Linked DNA regions of Zea mays: region 2 is linked to region 1. The links are chromatin contacts, called in public Hi-C maps. All regions are on one chromosome and are shown on one strand. Each heading gives the region's core, a stretch centred on a gene start, on an enhancer-like site or on the middle of the called end of the contact. The rest is flanking DNA. Distances are from core to core; before and after follow the strand shown.

Evidence for each region. Hi-C and Micro-C count contacts between places; a contact is called where the count stands out from the background.
Region 2: a Hi-C map of ear shows a contact between it and region 1, with 2.6 times the contacts expected there. The contact joins the promoter of LOC100383212 here to the promoter of sfp7 in region 1. A contact is called at or near these places in 6 of 25 Hi-C or Micro-C datasets (ear, endosperm, leaf and 1 more).

What each region holds. Positions count from the first base shown.
Region 1 is chr2:165,883,570-165,886,269 of Zm-B73-REFERENCE-NAM-5.0, reverse strand. sfp7 (sulfate transporter7) reads left to right here and starts at 1,387. Exons shown (of 17, transcript NM_001319700.1): 1 at 1,387-1,894. The coding sequence starts at 1,601.
Region 2 is chr2:166,023,387-166,026,188 of Zm-B73-REFERENCE-NAM-5.0, reverse strand. LOC100383212 (Tetratricopeptide repeat (TPR)-like superfamily protein) reads right to left here and starts at 1,473. Exons shown (of 6, transcript NM_001175874.1): 1 at 1,138-1,473; 2 at 328-414. The coding sequence starts at 1,317.

The DNA of each region.
Region 1 (2,700 bases), core at 138-2,637:
GCCTCCAAGAAATATAAGATTGCCTACAATAAGAAACGTTTTGGATAGGCAGATGATATTTTTAAGTGGGAACATACAATTCGGTCTGGTCTTCCAATGGACTTAAAAGGGTATTTTCTCAATACCATGTTCTCAACAATTTAAATTTTTTCTATGATAACCATTGTATATAATATAGTTGGCCAAACATTATTCTGTAGGGTTAATACAAGCTACGTCGTTCTACAAGCTATGGTCATGTGGGGGAGTGGTAGACGAATGAAATTTAATAGGGTGAGTGGAGTACGTTTGGTTCATGTTCAAACATACATTTCAGTTACATAATATAAATTTGACGTTTTGTTCTCTTGTGTTTTTGTGTGTAGGATGCAAAGATTCTTCGAAGGAACTTTGTAATTGATCTATTAAGTGACGAGGAGAATTCATGCTGCTATGCTATCCCTCCAAATATACAACAACGACTTATCAGTATCGCTAAAAAAGATTAGATTAATGTACGATTGTCGACATATTTGACTATTATTAGAAATTGTAAGACATCATAATTATAATTTAGATTGCATCAATAAACAGGTTGATATAGACCAATATGGTTTGTGTGTGGTTTACAGGTTTTAAATCTCTACTAACTATTAAGGGGGCAGTGTACTAAATCTATTTTACATCTTGTCATCTACGCGAAATCCATTTTTTCTATTGATGCACCTAGATACCAAGCTCACCTATTTTGGTTGGAGTTGGGAGTTTTAGATAGGAGGAGCAGAGGGTGATCGAGGTGCAGATTAGGATGTGGCAGCAGGGGGTACAGGACAATGTAGAGCAGATGAAGGACAAGCAGACTGCAACTTTGGATGATGTACTAGCATCAGCACAAGTTGATTCGTGCAATACCGATGGTGCATCAATAATAGACGTGTAGAACTATATATTTTCCATGTCTTCTTTTTCTCGTGTATTATTTTCCAAATCCGAAGAACATCTGCCATGATATAAGCTTTCTTGTGCAGACCACTTTTTTGTGTGCTTGCAATTGCAACTCCATTGCTTTTTCGTCATGTGGGGAGGTTAGTCCACCTATTGTTTTCAGGTCCCAATAAATGCACAAGCTGTGAGTTTGTTTTTTTTCCTAAATATTATAACACATTTGTAACCTTTTCCTATAATATTATAATACATTTGTATATGAATTATCGTGATATTTTATCTTCTCGTTGCAACGCACGGGCATCCACCTAACAGTGTATACGAGTGGGTTGAAAGCTAGGCTATAAAGGTTCTTACAACCAATAATTAGCTATACTATTAAAATCTACAGGCTCTATACTAGTGGGTTGAAAGGTAGAGATAGATGAGACTTGCTCTTAAGTCGTATTCATGCGTTGTCCAGCCGTTCACATTGTGGGGAAACGTACGGCCATTCCCGTTCCCCGCCGCCCCTCGCCTCCGCTGCACGCGATCGACGATCCACAGCCACCACCTCTGCGTTCCCCACCGGAGCATCTTCACCAATCACCACTGGGCTGGCTCCCGCGTTCCCCACTGGATTTCTGCACCCAGCGCTTCTTCTGAAATTTAGAAGGCGGTGGAACCGTCAAATCAAATGGAGGGATCCTCTTACGCGTCAAGGAGCTACAGCGAACTAGCTGCCGCAGCTTCCGGAGGTGGAAGGACGCTGAGGGTAATACCGCTGCGGCATCCGCTGGGTTCTCTGTCGACGTCTTCCACGTCGCCGTGGTGGCGGGCGGTGGTGGGAAGGGCTCGGGGCATGGGGCCGCTTGATTGGGCGGAGGCGGCCTTGCCGTGTGTGGCGTGGACACGGAACTACAGATGGAAGCAGGACCTCCAGGCCGACCTCGCCTCGGGCATCACCGTTGGAGTCATGCTTGTGCCCCAGGTACACCCACTGGCTCCCGACGTATGTTTTTTTTGAGATACTCCGTCTACTAGATTGTTGTGTTGCTTATAAGGATTTGAGTGTCTCCTTGGAGAAACGAGCTTCCAATAGTTTGTAACGCAGATTATTTGCAATCGATACAGATGTAAGATTTTTTGGAGAATCACATATTAGCAAGATCGTCTAGCCATTTTGGTGTATTATTTGCTATCATGGTTCGAAAATGTTTGTGCTCCAAACATCTAGGGCATTAACAGAATATTTTTTTCCTTATTAAGCTCCTTGTCTTTATATATGCTTGGCAGGTTATCCGCGAACCTGCATATAGGATTAATTATGTGTTAGCAGCCCGCCTCGATCTCATGGGGAAGAAGTAACAGATCGGGGTTGGAAGCAACCAGATGGGGGAGGAGAACGTGTGTAGCAAGTTCAGTTTACAAAGTTCATAACCCTCATTCCCACCACCGGCACATATATAACAGGCACTCTACTTGGGCCCCCAACCTACTGCCACTCCGGGCCTGCCTAATGCACAGTGGGTTTCCTCCTACACTGGCCTGTCCACTTGTAGGGGAGCTGACACCCCCTCCTTGCGACAACGCTTGCCTCCAAGCGGTAGTGTCTGAGAACATCACATTAAGGGTGGCTTCATACCATTACCATCGAGCCCGGACCAACGCACCAACACTTGATCGATGGAGAAGTCATTCCGGGAAATTGTTCTACGATCCAGGACCTATGCGGGATACTGAAGAGCGAGGTCAGTAGTAGGAATTGTTGCAGTGACCTGTTGTGCTGGATGAAGC
Region 2 (2,802 bases), core at 224-2,723, 140 kb before region 1:
AGTTTTCTGGTCGGACTAATCGCATCGGTGGGTCTGGTTGGATGTAGTCTACTGATTAGGCCGACTATCGCGAGTAATCGTGATTAGTCGGATGACTTGACAACACTGCATCTATTCTACACTAAGGGAATATACAGATATGCAGAACATAGTACAAGAATAAACAACAGAATCCGCTATCTATAAATGAAAGAATTTTGTAACTAGCCACACACAAATGTAACATCCACACATTTACTTATATAAAATACAGTCATTTATGTTACTTCACTGCAAATTAACATGTCAATAAAATGATAGCACAATGAATAATGCAGATTCGCTAACCTTAAAATCACCAAGAATTTTAAGCAGCCTGTTTGAATCAGGACAATCATCCAAGAAGAATTCAGTGATGGCCATGTTATGGTGTACCTGAAATTTCAAAATTGTGACATCACATGAAAGGAAAACAATTCTGATAGAAGAATTATTTCTTCTCAAAGCAAAAGAAGAAAGTGTATTGGTCTAAGCTAATGGTTGTCCTATACAAAGACAATGGAAATTGGAAAACCATATTGTCCACCATTCCAAAGTAACTGTTTACCTTGCTGTTTTCAGAATTCAGATAGATTATGTTCTGAATTTATAGCATAATAAGGCGGCCAGATTAAACAGTTTCACTGAACAAGTTACCTTAGGCACAATTTCTGAGAAAACAGAACCGTACATAATAACATGGATGTTGAGTAAAACTGGGTGGTGGCATTCGAAAAGGCAGCTCAAGAAACAGCTGCATGCACACGCACAGAGAACAAGATATGGTGAAGATGAATCCATACAGCAAAGTTCATAAGCAAACTTGAACCTGTCTTGAACCCCTCGCCTAACAGACATCTCAAACAGACAGTACAGTTGGAACTCAAAACAACCATGAGAACTCAAACAACTATGAACTACACAGTTGGAACTTGGAACTCAAACATACATGATTGGAACCCAAACAGCCAAACCAGACCAATTGTACATAACCACAGATGTGTCTAACCTATTGATTTGCTATGTTAGTGTCCAACAATAGATTCCGCACACAAACTTAAACTGCAAGAGCTCCTAACTCCTCTTTAGGAAAGACACAAAGAGTAGTTACAAGTGCACCTTGAGATCGCCCTCTTTCTTGTCCAGCAGCCTCGTGAGCACTGCGGCACAGTCGGCGTAGCGGCAGCCCTGGAACGCTACAGCGGCTTCCTTCGCCATGGCCGCCGTCGCAGAGAGCATCGCGTCCTCCTCCGCCGCAGGCTGAAGTGGCGGCGCCTCCTTCGCCGCCGGGGGTTCCATCCGCTGGATCTCGTTTGGATGGAGCGGTTGTACCGTAGGTGCAGGGAGCGACGGGAGCGAGGAGATCCCGCGCTGCCGCGGGGAATAGGACTGGCAGAGATAGGTCGGCGGGCGAGGTAGGAGGCAGGCTAGGCCGCTAGGGTTTGGAAGAAGCGACGACGAGGGGAACTGGGGGAGATGGGGAAGGCGATGGATGGAGAGAGCGGCGGTTGCTCCTTTCCTTTCCTGATTCCTGATTTCACGTGTTTTACAAATTTACTATTGCTTCCTCTTTTTAATGGTCTCTTTCATCATTTTATTTTGCCATCTATCTTCTCATACCACTAATCCTACCACTAAAAGCATCTCCAACAATAAACTCTAAAATAGAGTCCTAAATTTTAAAATAGTATCATATTTAACGTGTTTAGAGCCTAAAAAAGTTTTCACTTCAACAGTTGAGTCTTAAATAATAGTATTTAGAAAATAAATCATATTATTAGAAAATAAGATAAAACGAGGATATGGTTATAGCATATAGGGTATTATATTTAAGGACCCGAGAGACCGATCACTATAGTCATGGATGAAATTTTATAAAATAGAACCATCGTTGGAAGAGTATTTTATGGTTAGGGCCATGTTTAGAGTCCCTCTTGGAGATGCTATAAAAGATACATGAAGAGAAGATAATTGGGCTAGTCACTAATACCTAGCTGAGAGTGAGTTACTCATAGATTCCAAGACAGCTTGTGAGAGGAAGAGGTGGATTCAGTATTACTCAATGTCCCTGTATTGGGACGGTACATAATTATATTTGATACTCATAAAAATAAGTTTAACCGCAAAGTGAATATATGGTCCACATATCAGATATTAAATTGATGAAAACAAATATTATGTTTTATCTTAGTCAAAAGGTGAAAGTCGCCTAGAGGGGGTGGATAGGCGAAAACTGAAATTTACACTTTAAACACACTACAAGTCGAGGTTAGCGTTAGAATAAAATCCAAGTCCGGGAGACAGGGGAAAACAAATCAACCAAGAAAATAAAGCGGATGACATGGTGATTTGTTTTACCGAGGTTCGGTTATAAAGAACCTAGTCTCCGTTGAGGTGGTCACAAAGACCGGGTCTTTTTCAACCATTTCCCTCTCTCAAACAGTCACTTAGACCGGGTGAGGCTTCTTCCTTAATTCACGGGTCACTTAGACTCAGCAAGGATCACCACACAATTGGTGTCTCTTGCCTCGCTTGCAAAGCACTTGAGAGTAAGAAGTGAGAAAGAAAAGAAAGCCAAGCCAAGCAAACAAGAGCAACAAGAAACACAAGTGATCCTCTCACAAGTCCTAATGCACTAGAATTGAATTGGGGACTTTGATCGGATCTTTGGCTTTGATTTGTGTCTTGGAGTGTTGCACTTTGCTCTTGTATTGAATGGAGAGTGATGAATGCTTGGATGGTTGGAGTGGAGGTGGTTGGAGGTATTTATAACCCTCAACCACC